5 separate regions of the Mus musculus genome follow, and regions 2, 3, 4 and 5 are each linked to region 1. The links are chromatin contacts, called in public HiChIP or PLAC-seq maps. All regions are on one chromosome and are shown on one strand. The core of a region is the stretch at or near the end of the contact, and the rest is flanking DNA. Distances in the headings are between cores, read along the strand shown.

Region 1 (2,648 bases), core at 85-2,584:
CTCCTACTCCTTGCCCAGGCTTCTCACTCATTCCTTATCTCAGTCCCATTCCACTACTTGTCCTAATACCTGACCTTAGTCAAGCCCATCCTTACAACCCAGACATTAAAACAGCCAAACCTGCTCCTCTGCCTTATACTCATTCCTATCATTCCTGGTCCTGTCTAGGCCCTTCCTCATTTTAGACCCTGTCCTCTTCCAACGGTTGGCTTAAAAACCTAAACCCTTCTTCTAACCCCACTGGTCCTCCTGTCTGACCCGGCAAAGGCCTTCACTCTGGCAGGCCTATAGCGAGCACTATTTCTGACTCTGAACTGGTACTTATCCCAATCCTTCACTGAAATCTAGTGTCACAAATACTCTGGTCCACTGGGACCTCAGTTTTGACACCTGATATTCATGTCCTTCCCATTTCCCAAGCCACGCGGATTTGGAAATGTGGGCCCTCCTCCCCATCCCTCCCGGGATTCCTGCCCACCGCATAGACTCAGCAGGTAGCCTATGGAGACCCCGCCACGGCCCAGAACTGTATACCTAACTCCACGCGGGAATATTCCTCCCCCAAGGCCCTTCTCTCCATAGGACCCCAGTCTAGTGACCCCGATCTCGGACCAGAACTGGTGTTCTATTATCTCGGTGCCCCGAGTTTCATTACAGCCCCCGCCCAAAAGTCCCGCTGCGAGCCGGGCTGGCAACGCTCCCTGTCCTCGGGACTCCAGCGCGGCGGCCTCTCCCGTGAGGTCAGGGCAACCCCACTCACCTCCGCGTCCACCACCTCGTGGTAGGCGGGCGGGGGATCGAAGCCGCCACCACCTCCGGTGCTCCCGCCGCGGGAAGGCCCGCTGCCGTCGCTGCCGCTGTCGCCCCGTGGGCCGCCGCCCGGCCCCGGACTGGGGCCGCCGCTATCCATGGGCTCGTAGCCACCGTAGTCGAGGCCGGGCCGCTCGTTGGTGAGCAGCGCCACGGCCTCGTTGATGTCGTTCTTGGCCAGGCGCAGGGCCTTGCGGATGGTGGCCGGGTCCGAGAAGCCCATGCACAGCAGCGTGGTCATGTGCTGCTCCTCCTCCGATTCCATGGCTCCGGCCTCGGAGTCGCGCCGGCCGGCGTGCGGCGAAGCTGCGGCTCCCGGGCCTGGCGGGCCGTGCCGCGCTGCCTCGGCCCCGGCTCCGTCCCCGGCAGGGCCCCTGAGCTCCCGCCCCGCGCGTTCCGAGGCCGCCGGGCCAGGGTTAGGTGCGCGCGTGGGCGCAGCGAGCCGAGCTGGGGTGGTGGGGCGCTCAGGCGCGGCCGGCCGGCCCAGCCCTGCGCGCCGCCATGTTGGCCTGCTCCTCCTCTTCGCGGGGCCGCGCCTCCGCTCCCGGAAGCAGCCCCGGCGGCGCTCGGGCCGCCGTCCCCGGGCTCGGGCGGCGCGGAGCTGTGGGTGTGCGGACGCGTGTGTGTTTCTCCCAGGCCGGGGCCAGGGAGGGGCGTGCGCCGAACGTGTCTGAGGTGAGAGGCCGCGGAGCGCAGAGAGAGCACGAGAGTCCTCCGCCTGCGCCTCCCGCCCACCCCTTCCCCCGGCAACAGGTTCCCTCTGGGACGGGAGGGGCAGGCGCCGAGCGGCTCGCTGCCGGTGTCGCTGAGGTCCCCGGGCGCCCGGGCCTCGGTGCCCTGACGACACTCGTGTCCCATCGCAGGTGACTCTTCCCGCCGCCCCCGGAACCCTGCTTGGTTCTCCTGAAGTGTCCTGCGGTCCGAGGAAAGTGACCCTACGCGCCGCTGAAGCCCTCCTCGCCGCCCACAGACGGGTGCCCAGATCCGCAGGACGAGCATCCCCGCACACCCTCGCCCTCGACCCTCCAGCCTTCTCTAGAGACCCCTAGACCTTGAACTCCCACTCCCAACAACACTGACCACCTGTCCCACCAGGCCTGATAAACTTTACCATACTTTTCAGCCAGAACTGTATGACCGTCCTTCAGACACAGACACATGGAAATATTCTGGGTGTCTACTTCTATCCTGATTCTGACCACCAACCCATTTCTACTGAAGTCTTTGGCTCAGGGGTGAAGACTTTCCCCTCTGTTTCTGTCTTCCAGCGTTTGTTTAGCTTTTTGCCTTCTGTTCCCACCTCATTGGCGTTACCATGGCCAGTCCCCTTTGCCCCTTTTCCCGTTTCAGTGTCCTGATCTAGGTTTCTTCTCGGTTCTCTTCCCAAGATGCTGGTTCCTCTTCCTTCTCACATACTTGCTTATTAGTTCATCTGCTTTGGTCTTAATCCTGCTTTATTCTTGAACCCCCTCCCCACCCCCCAATCCACTAACCTTTCTTTTTCACACTGTTAAAACATTTCTGATGGCTTAACAATTGGACCTTCACATAGCCCAAATCTGAAATTACTGACAGCACTCAGAACTTTTCTCTGCATTCTCTGCCAGCATTTTTCCCCCTCAGATCCTGGTGGCTTCTTGCCTAATAATTTGATAGTTTGTAAACACCAGCTATTTGATTATTTACGGGGTGAATTTATCATTATATAGATATAGTTTCTATTATTCTTACTAAAGGCTAGTAATGGGTTTGATCACAAAGTAGACACCTGAATAAGAGGTAAGTTCTGGGGTGTCAATGAAATTTTAAGTACATATAATAGATAAAGACCAAAGTAG
Region 2 (2,648 bases), core at 54-2,553, 1.3 Mb after region 1:
ATTCCACAAATCAAACTGCACTGACTGTATGAACTGAGTAGAACTCAAAGAAACTGCATGAATTCAATTGAACTCAATGCATTCAACTGAACCACATCCAACTACACTCAACTGAACTCAACTGCATTGCCTGAACTCAACTCAATTTACCTCCACTCATTGAACTGCCCTCTACCTCTAACTCACTCTGCACTGTTCTTTAAGTGGCTTCTCTTTCCTATCTTATCTGTTCATGTGAGAGTTGGGCGTATCATATCTGACTCATTCTGTCAAATCTTACTCTGATTCATCACTTTGTCTGCCTCTCAATTAGATGTCACTTTCAAACATAACTGCTTCCTTCTACAAACTAACTTTACTTCCTCTGTTAGGGATTACAGGTGTCTAGTAAGGGCTTGTCTGTATTCCAGTCAGATCATACTGTAATCCAGGGCATGTCTACATTCTTGTTGGATCATATCTTTGGATGTGATTCCTTGCCAGAGCAGCCATGTTGCTGGATTAAAATTACTCTACATGTATAGATAAGTTCAACAGTCTAGAAAGGAGACTAAGAAGATAAAGAGGTGCTGAAGAAGGGGTGGGGCAAAAGACACATGTAACATGAAGGATGGAGGGGCTGCAGAGGAGGGTAAGGGAGTAGAGAGGAAGAAGTTTTAAGAGGGGGTGGGGACATAGAGGTTGGAAGAGGTGGGTGGAGAACACACTTCAATAGAAAATGCTGTAAATGCTATAATGGCATCAAATACTTTGTATGCTAATTTTTAAAATAATAAAATAGGAGTTGGATAGATGGCTCAGTGACTTAAGAACCATCCAGTTATCTATAGTGTTGACAAGCCTAAATACTTCAGTAACTCTGCACTAGGAAACCTTTAAACACAATAATGCATATGTTAGAAAGCTTACATTTTCATAGTTGCTATGTTTTGATTCCCTTTACATATGCAATCCTAGGAACTGAACTCTGGTCTTGGCACATGCAAGGCAAGCACTCTACCACTTAACTATATTTCAAACCTCAAACTTTGTGGCCCCGGTAGGTCTTGAACTTGCTAGTCCTGGCTTCAACCTCCATAGTAGCCAGTATTACAGACCTCTGCCACCAAGCCTGCCTTTTCTTCAGATTCTGCTCAGAGGGTCCTTCAGGATATGAAGGTTCCAGCCCCTTCCAGTCATTGAAGCTGCACCTGAGAAGGCTTTTGCGAGGCCCTAGGACTTGCTGGGGATCTTACACGCCTCTCTTTTGAAGCCTAGAAGATAGCTCTAGAAACTACTTCCTTTTCTAATGGCCTCATGTTCACTCATTTATGGTTTCTGTATGAGATCCCAGAAGGAGGAACTCTGACCCAGTCCCAGTGGATCTGCGATAAGCTCTGCACAATACCAGGCACAGAACAGGGTTTAGTGTGAGCTTGTGCATGAAATTTGAAGGGAGCTAGAGCAGGACAGCAGGTGCAGGCTGGGCAGACACCCTCTCCCATGTTTAGTTTCTTTACTAAAACAATATATCCAAGTCTTTGAAGTTTTTGAAGCAGTAGAAAGGAAGAGGAAATAGAAAATGCAGCCTCTCCCACAATGTCATTAGGGTAGAAGTAACCACAAAAGAGAAGTGAGAACCTGGAAACAGACTGTCAGGTGCTGGGACACTTGATTTAACAAAATGGCATTGCAAATTGCTGGGGAAAATAAGAGACATTTCTCTGTATAGAAGAAAACAACTGGCTGTCACTTGTTAAAATAAAACTCAATTCACACGATACTTGATGTGCCCTGGTGGTCTAGGGGTTAGGACTCAACACTCTCACCACTGAGGCTCTGATTCAATCCCTAGTCAGGGAAGAAACCCTCTTTTGAAAACAAACACAACCCCCCCAAAAAAATCTCAGTTCAGGAGGATCTAAGGGTTGAGTTTAAAAGGCAAAGCTGCAACTTTTAGAAGAGAATATAGGAGTATGTTGAGCAAGCTAGGAGAAAGTTCTCTAAAAGATATAGAAAGCAATAATAAAAAGTAATTTAAAGATACATTAAGAATTTGAATTTCTATTCTTTGGAAGACTAGAATGGAAATCAAGAATGCCATCCAACAGGTGGAGAAGATGTAGTAATAGATGACATGAGAGAGGAAAAGAGTTGTATCCAAAATGAATTGTTTTAAACCTAAGAAGGAGGAAAATACTGACACCACCACAGAAAAGCAGTCAAACGATATGATATGAGTAGAGGATCGACTGAGTGTGTGTAACTGCACTGAAGCGTGATGTGACTCGAAGTACTATGATGTGATACTATTTACAGACACCGATGTGGCAAAAATGTCTTCTTTTTGTTCTGTGTGTTCTGTGGGAACCAGGGCAAACCCCACGTGCTGGAACGGCACTTGTGAATTTGTATCTGTATTTCCTCTTCCAAGTACATGAGGATACCAGGAATCAATTCTGTGGAAGTACTGATCGCACATGCACAATCACTCAGGAACTAAATGCCTACCAAGAGAATGGATTAACGTGGCAATATGCATCCTGGAATATTAATCAAAGAGCAGGAAAAAATGAAGGAAGCATGGCAGCAAAGCAGTAGAACTGAGTACCCTTTTACAAAAGTTACAGAATTCAGTATAACAGATGAAATCATGTTTACAATGAAAC
Region 3 (2,648 bases), core at 108-2,607, 1.1 Mb after region 1:
TCCCTTATCTGGTAATAGCAGGTACTCAATGCACAGTCTTAGAAATGGGAACAGTAGAGAGAAAAGGGCACATTTCAGACAAAACTGCATTCACATCACAAGTATTAATTACAACTTTCAAAGTATTTCCTGCTCACATGGCATGCCATCTGTTGCAAGAATTCACCCTCATTTTATCCGTTCACCAAATGACAGCAATGTGTCCAAGTTTCTCCAGCAAATACCACAAGTATTGAGCCCAAACAGCAAGAAGCTTCCTGTCAGACCCTTATTCTTATCATTTCACTAAAGTATCACACCAAAACACCTGGCTGCACTCCTCCACCAACTGCTGTGCGTCTGTCTGTCTGTCCTCTTACTTGCTCCTTCAAGGCAGGCTCCACCCCCTCAGTGTATTCCCCTGGATCTTCCGCCACACACTGTCTTTATCTCAGTAAACAAAAGGAAAAGAGAAGATAGCTGGCTGGTCAAACCCAGGAGTATTCTCTGCGGTGGCTCTCGGACAATGGAGAATGGTGGATGAGCCAGGGACTCCCTTCCCCAGTTTACTTGTGGGTATTTCCTGCTCGCCCATTACTGGTGCAGGAAGAACCCTGCCATGGTTCCTAAGGAGTCCATCACCAATGAGGCTGCTCTGCATTCTAAGTGGGAAGGATGTGTGCAAATGGGACCGCTCGCAGCCCTATTTAACTTTACCATGGGTCTGTGTTTGTCAAAGCTCTATGCCAACCCCCTCAGAAAGAAATACCACAAAACTTCTTTAAGGGAGGGTAAAAAGACCTACTTTATACACTTGGTCTCATGCTAATCAGGGCACCATTGAAATCCCAGCTGAATAGGAGTCCTACAATAGCCTGGGAAACACGAGGTGGTCTCTCCACAGCGCAGGCTGCTCCAGTCAAAGCGGCTCACTCCCTGGCTTTTTAACTCCTTTGGAGAAGATGGAGAAGAAGGGGAATTAACACTGGGATCAGAAACTGCTATTCCTGTGCAGAAAAGTCACCCCACTTCTGCGTGACACTTATCAGCTTCTCTGGCCATTTTTTCTAAGGCATCTGATGCAGCTGCTGTCCTTGGTAGACGTGTAACGGAAGGGGACACAGGGTTCAGCGGCCAGCTAAAGGGAGATTCTAAAACAGCACTTTGCTGGGAATCTTAGTAAATAATTTCTGTTAGAGATTAACTGGTTGAATTATTAATGCAGCGTGTCACCAGCCTCCAATAAGAAATGAGACTGGCCCTGCTTTCTAGATAAAAAAAAAAAAAAAAAAACAAAACACTGAAGTGAGTGCCAGCCTACTCCACAGGGTTGTTGTGAAATTCAAGTAAGTTAATAATGCATGAAGCGCCTTAGTGCACAGCTTGTCACATAATGAGGATTCAGTCAAGTCCATGGCCTTCCAGCCTGGAGTTCAGTCTCACCTCTATTCTCTTAGGAATTTACACAGGAACAGGAAATACTGACATGGGTAAAAGGTTTTAAACCCCAAATCAAACTTAACTACTTTATAGGGCCCGATAATTTTAAGGCATTCTGACGGGTTCGCTTTACTCACATGCTTGTTAGTGAAAATCTAAACGCCAGTCTTTACTCTCGGAGGAAAAAAAGGTAGGCTGTTGGTTGGTTCATGGCCGAGAGTACCACCATTCTCTATCCCAAATCCTGCCACTCAATATCTCCGAACAGCAGCTGCCTCACCCATCCCAGCACAGCATCAATTAGAGGACGGTGGCTCCTTCCAGGCCTTAAGTCCTGGTGGGATGGTGATGTGGCTGACTACAGGGTAAGTATTCAAAAACATCTGCTGCCCTAGCCTCTTCCAGCTGACAGAGGACAATGCTACTCCAGGTGTCAAGGCTGGATTTTGTTGTCTGCTTGGGGGGCGGAGCAGGGCGGGGTAGAGCTCTACAATGAGAAAAACTGACTGAATATCTAAATACAGATTCTCAGACTTACATGTTGTCATCTGGAAGAATCCGTCAGTGAAACATTGCTAATTGATAATAAATGACCAATTTCACAGTTGTGACAAGCACAACTGCACACGATCAGTTTTAAAGCAAACTCAGAGTTTCTTAGCCCCATCAACGGACTTGGGAAAATTGAATCTAAAATTCCTGACAGCTTATTTCTCCCAGGAATGGAGAGCCATGTCCTTGGAATGCTTTGACCCAAGATGTATATTTTATCTTCCCAGCCAGTCCCTAGGAGCTCTGCGCTCTTACAATGCCTCAAGTTCAGGCCTTTCAAAGGAGTCCTTCACAAAGGTGCTAGGAGCCCACCAGCCCCCCTGCCACGCCATTGGAATTGCTCTCTAAATAGATTTCAATGAGAAGTTCCTGAACAAAAGACTCTCTAATAAGTTGGTAACACCTTTGGAAATATTTTTAAAGTCTCAGCTTCCTAGAAGTTCCTCCTCCTGGGCGCTGTGTGTGCAGTTGGTGCAGAACAAAGCGCCACGCATTTAATCAAAACAGCCGCTAAGGGCAAGATGTCAGCAAATGCAAAGATGAGAAATGATGTGTTAGGCTGTTCCTCCCTAGAAGCCTACAGAGGCCAAATTGACCAAAACAGCCCCTTTGGGCAAGTGTCTAATGAAATGGGCTGTGCGGCTGAGAAACATTTCTGCCACTTCCTGTTGGTGGTT
Region 4 (2,648 bases), core at 91-2,590, 1.1 Mb after region 1:
AACACAGCCATAAATCATCATTATGAACCAGGGGACTGGGCTTCTTGTAATCCTAACCCTTAAAGGCTATTTAATGAAACTTGGGCCGCACCTCTGCAGGAGGGGCGAAGGCTTAAACCGCTCCCTGACATGTTACTCGCCTTCTCTGGAGTCTCAGATTTACTACTTTCGGACTTTATTCATTATTCACAATGTTTTCATTCCTGGGTCATAAAATGAGCACCCCACCCCTCCTCCAAAGGCTTGGTCCCCACCCCCAGGGCCTTCATTCCTGCCACAGTCAGCAAAGTTCTGATAAGTTTCACTTTGGGAAAAAAAATGTCTTCTATGTTGATCTCTGAAGCAGCTAGCAGCGGATCTGAGGGGTGTGGGGGGGATGGCTGGCTGCCAGGCCGGCAGAGAACTCTCCCCTACCTGCCTTTTAAGGAGCTTGGCCCAGAGTCTGGAAACTCATACAGAGGAAGGCATGGCAATTAAGCCACAAGGGGACAGAAAGGGACGGGTCCTGGCCGGCAAGCCAGTGGTTGGGAGGTTGTCTCCAACTGTAAGAGAGAGCCTCTTCCTGTCTTTTGTGGTGAAAAAGAGCCCAGCTACCCACATCTTTACAGATGTTCCATTCAGGAGGGGAAATGGAGAGGGTCTTTAGGCTAGCCTTCCTGGGGAGGAAGGAGCAGCAACCTGGGAGCCAGTAAGTCTCAGTCTCATCATTCTAGTCCTTTGCAGTCACATGACTTCACCTGTCTGGGCTTAGGTGGTCCCTTATAGAAAATAGCATTAATAATATCCACCTGGCAAGGCTGGCAAGGAATTCAATGGGCGATATGTCAAATGCCTGGCACTTTGAAAGGCTCATTTTGGTTTTGGTTGTTTTTTCTTCTTCTTCTTCTTCTTCTTGCACGATTAGGATGTGGGAAATATGCCGTGCCAGGGCAGAAGCAGAAAATACGTGTGTGGTGGTTTTGATTTTGATCTTTCCAGGAAACAAGATAGAAGAAAAGAAGCCCATTGCAGAAGGACCCCACCACTACCACCACCGCTGCCGCCACCACCACCATCGCCGCCACCACCACTCAGCTGCTGTGTTGTTTTAAACATTTTGCTCTATTTATAAATCACCCCAAGAAAAAGTCATATTTTTACACAGTATGTCCTAACAATTCCTCTTCTAAAAACTGAGACGTCTTCCCCGGGTGACTCTGAAGGGCTAACATCCCGATACTCGGTTCTGCTTTAATAATATTTACATAGAACTTTACAGCTTACAAAGCGCTTTTCCCTCTGTCGAGCTGTCTGTTTCTCACAGAGCCCTGCAGGTCATTCTGGGATTACTGACACACTTTCCAAGTGAGAGCAGTAAAGGCCAGAGAGGCCAGTGAGTCACTCTGAATTAAAGGAGGAGAAGGGCAGGACAGCTTGGCAGCCCCATCGCCGACACCTGCCCTTCTCCCTCCCTCCTGGGTTCTTCTTAATGGTACCAAGATAGCCGTTTCCTTGAAGTCCCAGAAGATAGCTGGTCTTTGAGTCCCAAATACAAAGGCATACAAGTAAGGTCTCTTGTAGTGGATCCATTGCAACCAGATCTTGGGAGCCAGTATTTAGCATTTAAATACAAGCAGCACCAGACCAACCCATACAGGTCTACTACTGAGTTTATTTGTATGTTTATGTCCTTGTTAGCTTTACCCTAACCCCCAGACCTCGCGCATGTGTATATGGGTTAACGAACTTCTTTGCGCCAGAAGAGATTCAGTCAACAAACATTTGGCGATGGAGAATTGTTTTTTCTTTTTCTTTTTTTTTTCTCAGTCTCAAGGCTAAGGGAAAATATAATAGGCTTGGGTTTTGCCTTTCAAGATGGAATCAGGAATGGAGCTGAATTTTCTCTGAAGCCAAATGTTCCATCTGTTAGAAGGAAATGGCCAGATCTTTACTTGAGTAGAATTAAGTGATTGGAAAATTCCCACTCAGCTGTCTCCAGCATTTTGGCACTTCAGTGCCATGCTGCCTGAGAAAGGCTATACGTCACAGACATTTCTCAGGCTACAGTGGTGGGTGTGACAACTCTGACTTCTAACACAGATGACAAAGAGGCCAGAGAGAGAAACCTCAGAAGCCAATTATGGCTGCAGCCATCAGTGGCTGCCCTGTGCCCACAGGTCTCCTGAAGAACATGGTTTGAAGTACAGTTATTTTCCCAAATGGCAAGCGCTCCCAGCCAAAGTCCTCCTTGAAGAGATACTCTGCCAGTTCATGCCAGTCTCCTGGCAGCTCTTTCCAGAGTGTTGCAGGCTGCCAACTTCACAGTCCTCTTTCATGTTGAATTTGTCAGGTTTCCTTGATATTGTACCACTGTGCGTTTCTTCCTATTTCCAAGCTACGCTCTCCGTTTCCAATGTCTCCACACCTGGCTTTTACTCTTTCGTAGAGTGGTATCCCTGGCTCTCTGCTGTGATTTTAGCTGCTTCAAATGCTCTGTGAAGATGAAATGATCTCCTAAGGACGAACGGGCCCCCTCCCATCAATCCTGTCCCTGGCCTCTGATAATTCACCCAAATGGACATAAAACTGATACTAGTAGATCAGAGTTTAAGATTTAACCCATCCCCACCCTCCCCCCAAGACAACTTTCACCCCTGTATTTCTAGTCT
Region 5 (2,648 bases), core at 78-2,577, 1.1 Mb after region 1:
AAAAACTAAGTGTCAGCCATCATCAATGGCTGCTGCACTCACTGCCTAGTTATATAAAAATTACTTATTTTCTCTGTGGGAAGGCAAGTAAGAACTAGGAAAAGAAGAAAGGTAGGCACAGCAATATATGTCTTCAAACTCAACACTCAGAAGACTGAGGCAGGAGGATCAAGTTTAAAGCCAGTTTCTGCTATGTATGTAACAAAACAATGTCTCATGTATGTGTGTGTATGTGTGTGTGTGAGTGTACACATACATACATATGAGACTCATATACACATATGTACACAAATACATACATGAGAGAGAGCACACGTGAGTCTGCATGTGCAGACTCGAGCTGGTTACAGAGCCGAGTAGACAGGAGCTTTCTGTAAGGTAGATAGGATCTACTTGCAAAGGCCTACAATTTCTAGAGCTATCTTGAGGAGTGAGTCAGCATAGTGGCAAAAGTCTGTTTTTGATGTCTCATCATGAATCTTCACCTGCTGTGGAGAGAGATGGCAGCCACCCCTAGGGCACACACGGCCCCATCCTGCTGGGATGTAGCCTAGCAAGAGATCACTAAGACCCATGCAGACCAGAAGCCAGAATTCGGTCCTCAGCCCAGCTTCTGCTTCCACGGCAGTGGGTGGCTTAGTCAGCAAACGTTGCAAAGGCTTTTGGCTCGGAGCACATAGTGACAGCAAACTTGACTTGCAGTGCTCAGGAATCCTTGAGGGTTTCAACTCTGCAGACTAAGTAAGTGAGCCCCTTGAAGATAGGAATCACACCGATTACACACTGAGACTTTTAGAAACCCCACCACGTCTCCATACCAGCATGGGATGGATAACATAAAAGCAAGAGAATTTTAGAATCTCAGATGCAAAGGAAAACAAGAGCTGTCTGTCTGGTCAGGGATTTTGCCAAGTGCAGTCCCTTAACCCTCCTGTTTCAGAATCACCCGGACGCTTCGCAAGAGAGATGTCTGAGAATCTGTGGGTGGCCTGGAATGTGCACTTTACCCGACTTTGTAGCAATCTGTGGTATAGACTAAGTAGCCGAGAGAACAGCAGTGGACAGTATGGGAGGGCAATGGAGGGGCTCAAACCCTCTACCTCGGGGCCTCGAGGCTTGTATCCTGGACATAGTAGCTCCTTCAACTCCACGCTGGGATCCACCACAACTTCTCCCACCAGAGCTGCTCCCACCTCTCATTGGTCCCTCATTCTGTACAGTTAATAACCTTCCATTTTGCTGTTACAACACAGGCTTTGATGTGTGGTTCTCTAAATGCTCTATCATGCTTCCCTTTCTAGACTGTGAGCTACTCCAAGGCAAGGAGTTGTGCTGAGTCATTCTGGCCGCCTCCCGGGTGACTACAGACACCAGAGCTGCCTCTCTTCTGCCTACACTTGCAGAAGTGTGCCTTGGCCTAGGGATTTCCTTTCAGGTTTCTAGTGTTCCACACAGAGCTGTCTCTCAAATTGAGTAGAGAATCTTCTTTGGAGAAGAAAGCTCCAGGAACTGATGCACCCTCATGGCCTAGTAACAGTAAGGACTGTATAATGAATGACAAAGTATCTTTGGCAGCCTAGTCTTTTGACTCTAGGAGAGTTACTCAATTCGTAGTCATTGCTTTTTAGCCTCAATAAAAGGCTTTCGGTGGCTGCTGGCACCAGGAATTTGCCAGTGTCTGTGTTAGCCCTGTGCATCTGAAAGGGACAATGATGGGCTAGGATCATGCTGCTGTGTGATGCTCAGCCAGCAATTACAACCTGTTTCTCTTGATGCAGTACAGAATTGAACAATGTTTTCTAATCACCTACTTGCCTTGCATTTGTGTACAACTGGTACTTAAACAACAACAACAACAACAACAAACAGGACTAGAGAGATGGCTCAACAGTTAAAAGCACTTGCTGTTTGTCTGGGGACCCAGGTTCAGTGTTCAGCATCTATAATTGTCCTCCAGTTCCAGGTGATCTGACACCTTCTCCTGTCCTCTCAGGGCAGCAGGCACCCATACAGTACACAACAAACATGCAGGCAAAATACTCATACACATAAAATAAAACTTAAAAGTTAAGGATATCTCTATCTATCTATCTATCTATCTATCTATCTATCTATCTATCTATCTATCTATCTATCTATAGTGTACACTTGCTCTCTCTTGCAAAAGAGCAGAGTTTGGTTCTTGCCCTCACACCTGTGCCCACCCAGTGTCCAAGTTGGCTCCCACCATACCACTGTCTGGCTGTTAGGAAGTAACAAGAGCATCTATAGGTCACCACCAGCATTTAAAAAGATAAAAGAGAAAACGTTAGACAGGACCTGCCAACATGCCAACTAGCAAGCAGCAAGATACAACTGCCTCCTCTGGGTTTCGATTTCCTCCCTCTCAGCAAAGGAACAAAAATAAAAAAAAAAGAGAGAGATTCTTAATGAACTTTGCAAACTATGGAGTGCTGTAACGATACTGTTACCATCTCCTGATTTATGCCTTGGCTTCCTTTCCCTGCCACATCTACGTTCCTGCCGACCTGACAGTGGGGAACTAGGTAGCGAGGTCAGCTTTGGGCATTACTGTCAGACTTTTGTTCAGGGGATGTGGGTGTCATTTCTTCCATCCCTCTTGACTCTGGCAACACTGGACTACATCC

Evidence for each region. HiChIP or PLAC-seq counts read pairs in DNA pulled down with a chosen protein or histone mark.
Region 2: an H3K4me3 HiChIP or PLAC-seq map of embryonic forebrain shows a contact between it and region 1, with 8 times the contacts expected there. The contact joins the enhancer-like site here to the promoter of Usp24 in region 1. A contact is called at or near these places in 1 of 39 promoter capture datasets (hippocampal neurons) and 7 of 115 datasets of contacts at active chromatin or transcription factors (the NIH/3T3 cell line, astrocytes, embryonic forebrain and 4 more).
Region 3: a contact with region 1 is called in an H3K27ac HiChIP or PLAC-seq map of stem cell-derived neural progenitor cells, with 5 times the contacts expected there. The contact joins the enhancer-like site here to the promoter of Usp24 in region 1. A contact is called at or near these places in 12 of 39 promoter capture datasets (the 3T3-L1 cell line, 3T3-L1-derived adipocytes, cranial neural crest and 7 more), 1 of 484 Hi-C or Micro-C datasets (palatal mesenchyme), 12 of 115 datasets of contacts at active chromatin or transcription factors (T-cell acute lymphoblastic leukemia, craniofacial prominence, embryonic stem cells and 7 more) and 2 of 9 other capture datasets (embryonic stem cells and liver).
Region 4: an H3K27ac HiChIP or PLAC-seq map of embryonic stem cells shows a contact between it and region 1, with 5 times the contacts expected there. The contact joins the enhancer-like site here to the promoter of Usp24 in region 1. A contact is called at or near these places in 1 of 484 Hi-C or Micro-C datasets (embryonic stem cells) and 12 of 115 datasets of contacts at active chromatin or transcription factors (embryonic fibroblasts, embryonic forebrain, embryonic hindbrain and 4 more).
Region 5: an H3K27ac HiChIP or PLAC-seq map of extraembryonic endoderm stem cells shows a contact between it and region 1, with 7 times the contacts expected there. The contact joins the enhancer-like site here to the promoter of Usp24 in region 1. A contact is called at or near these places in 1 of 39 promoter capture datasets (the C10 cell line) and 10 of 115 datasets of contacts at active chromatin or transcription factors (embryonic forebrain, embryonic stem cells, extraembryonic endoderm stem cells and 2 more).

Annotation. Positions count from the first base shown.
Region 1 is chr4:106,314,899-106,317,546 of GRCm38.p6, reverse strand. It overlaps Usp24 (ubiquitin specific peptidase 24), which reads right to left and starts at 1,334. Exons shown (of 68, transcript NM_183225.2): 1 at 761-1,334. The coding sequence starts at 1,075.
Region 2 is chr4:105,006,511-105,009,158 of GRCm38.p6, reverse strand. All of the region lies in intron 15 of Fyb2 (FYN binding protein 2), which reads right to left. Among named protein-coding and RNA genes, the nearest start is that of Gm52670, 11 kb to the left of the region's middle. Within about 2 kb of position 1,303, at least 27 of the 459 cell types and tissues checked have an H3K27ac peak or open chromatin away from gene starts, as enhancers often do.
Region 3 is chr4:105,169,145-105,171,792 of GRCm38.p6, reverse strand. All of the region lies in intron 1 of Plpp3 (phospholipid phosphatase 3), which reads right to left. Among named protein-coding and RNA genes, the nearest start is that of Plpp3, 13 kb to the right of the region's middle. Within about 2 kb of position 1,357, at least 55 of the 459 cell types and tissues checked have an H3K27ac peak or open chromatin away from gene starts, as enhancers often do. A contact at or near this core is called in embryonic stem cells, forebrain, liver and 2 more, where this site is marked.
Region 4 is chr4:105,202,998-105,205,645 of GRCm38.p6, reverse strand. All of the region lies in intron 2 of Plpp3 (phospholipid phosphatase 3), which reads right to left. Among named protein-coding and RNA genes, the nearest start is that of Plpp3, 47 kb to the right of the region's middle. Within about 2 kb of position 1,340, at least 54 of the 459 cell types and tissues checked have an H3K27ac peak or open chromatin away from gene starts, as enhancers often do. A contact at or near this core is called in embryonic stem cells, where this site is marked.
Region 5 is chr4:105,224,445-105,227,092 of GRCm38.p6, reverse strand. The region is part of intron 5 of Plpp3 (phospholipid phosphatase 3); the gene reads right to left. Among named protein-coding and RNA genes, the nearest start is that of Plpp3, 68 kb to the right of the region's middle. Within about 2 kb of position 1,327, at least 140 of the 459 cell types and tissues checked have an H3K27ac peak or open chromatin away from gene starts, as enhancers often do. A contact at or near this core is called in embryonic stem cells and extraembryonic endoderm stem cells, where this site is marked.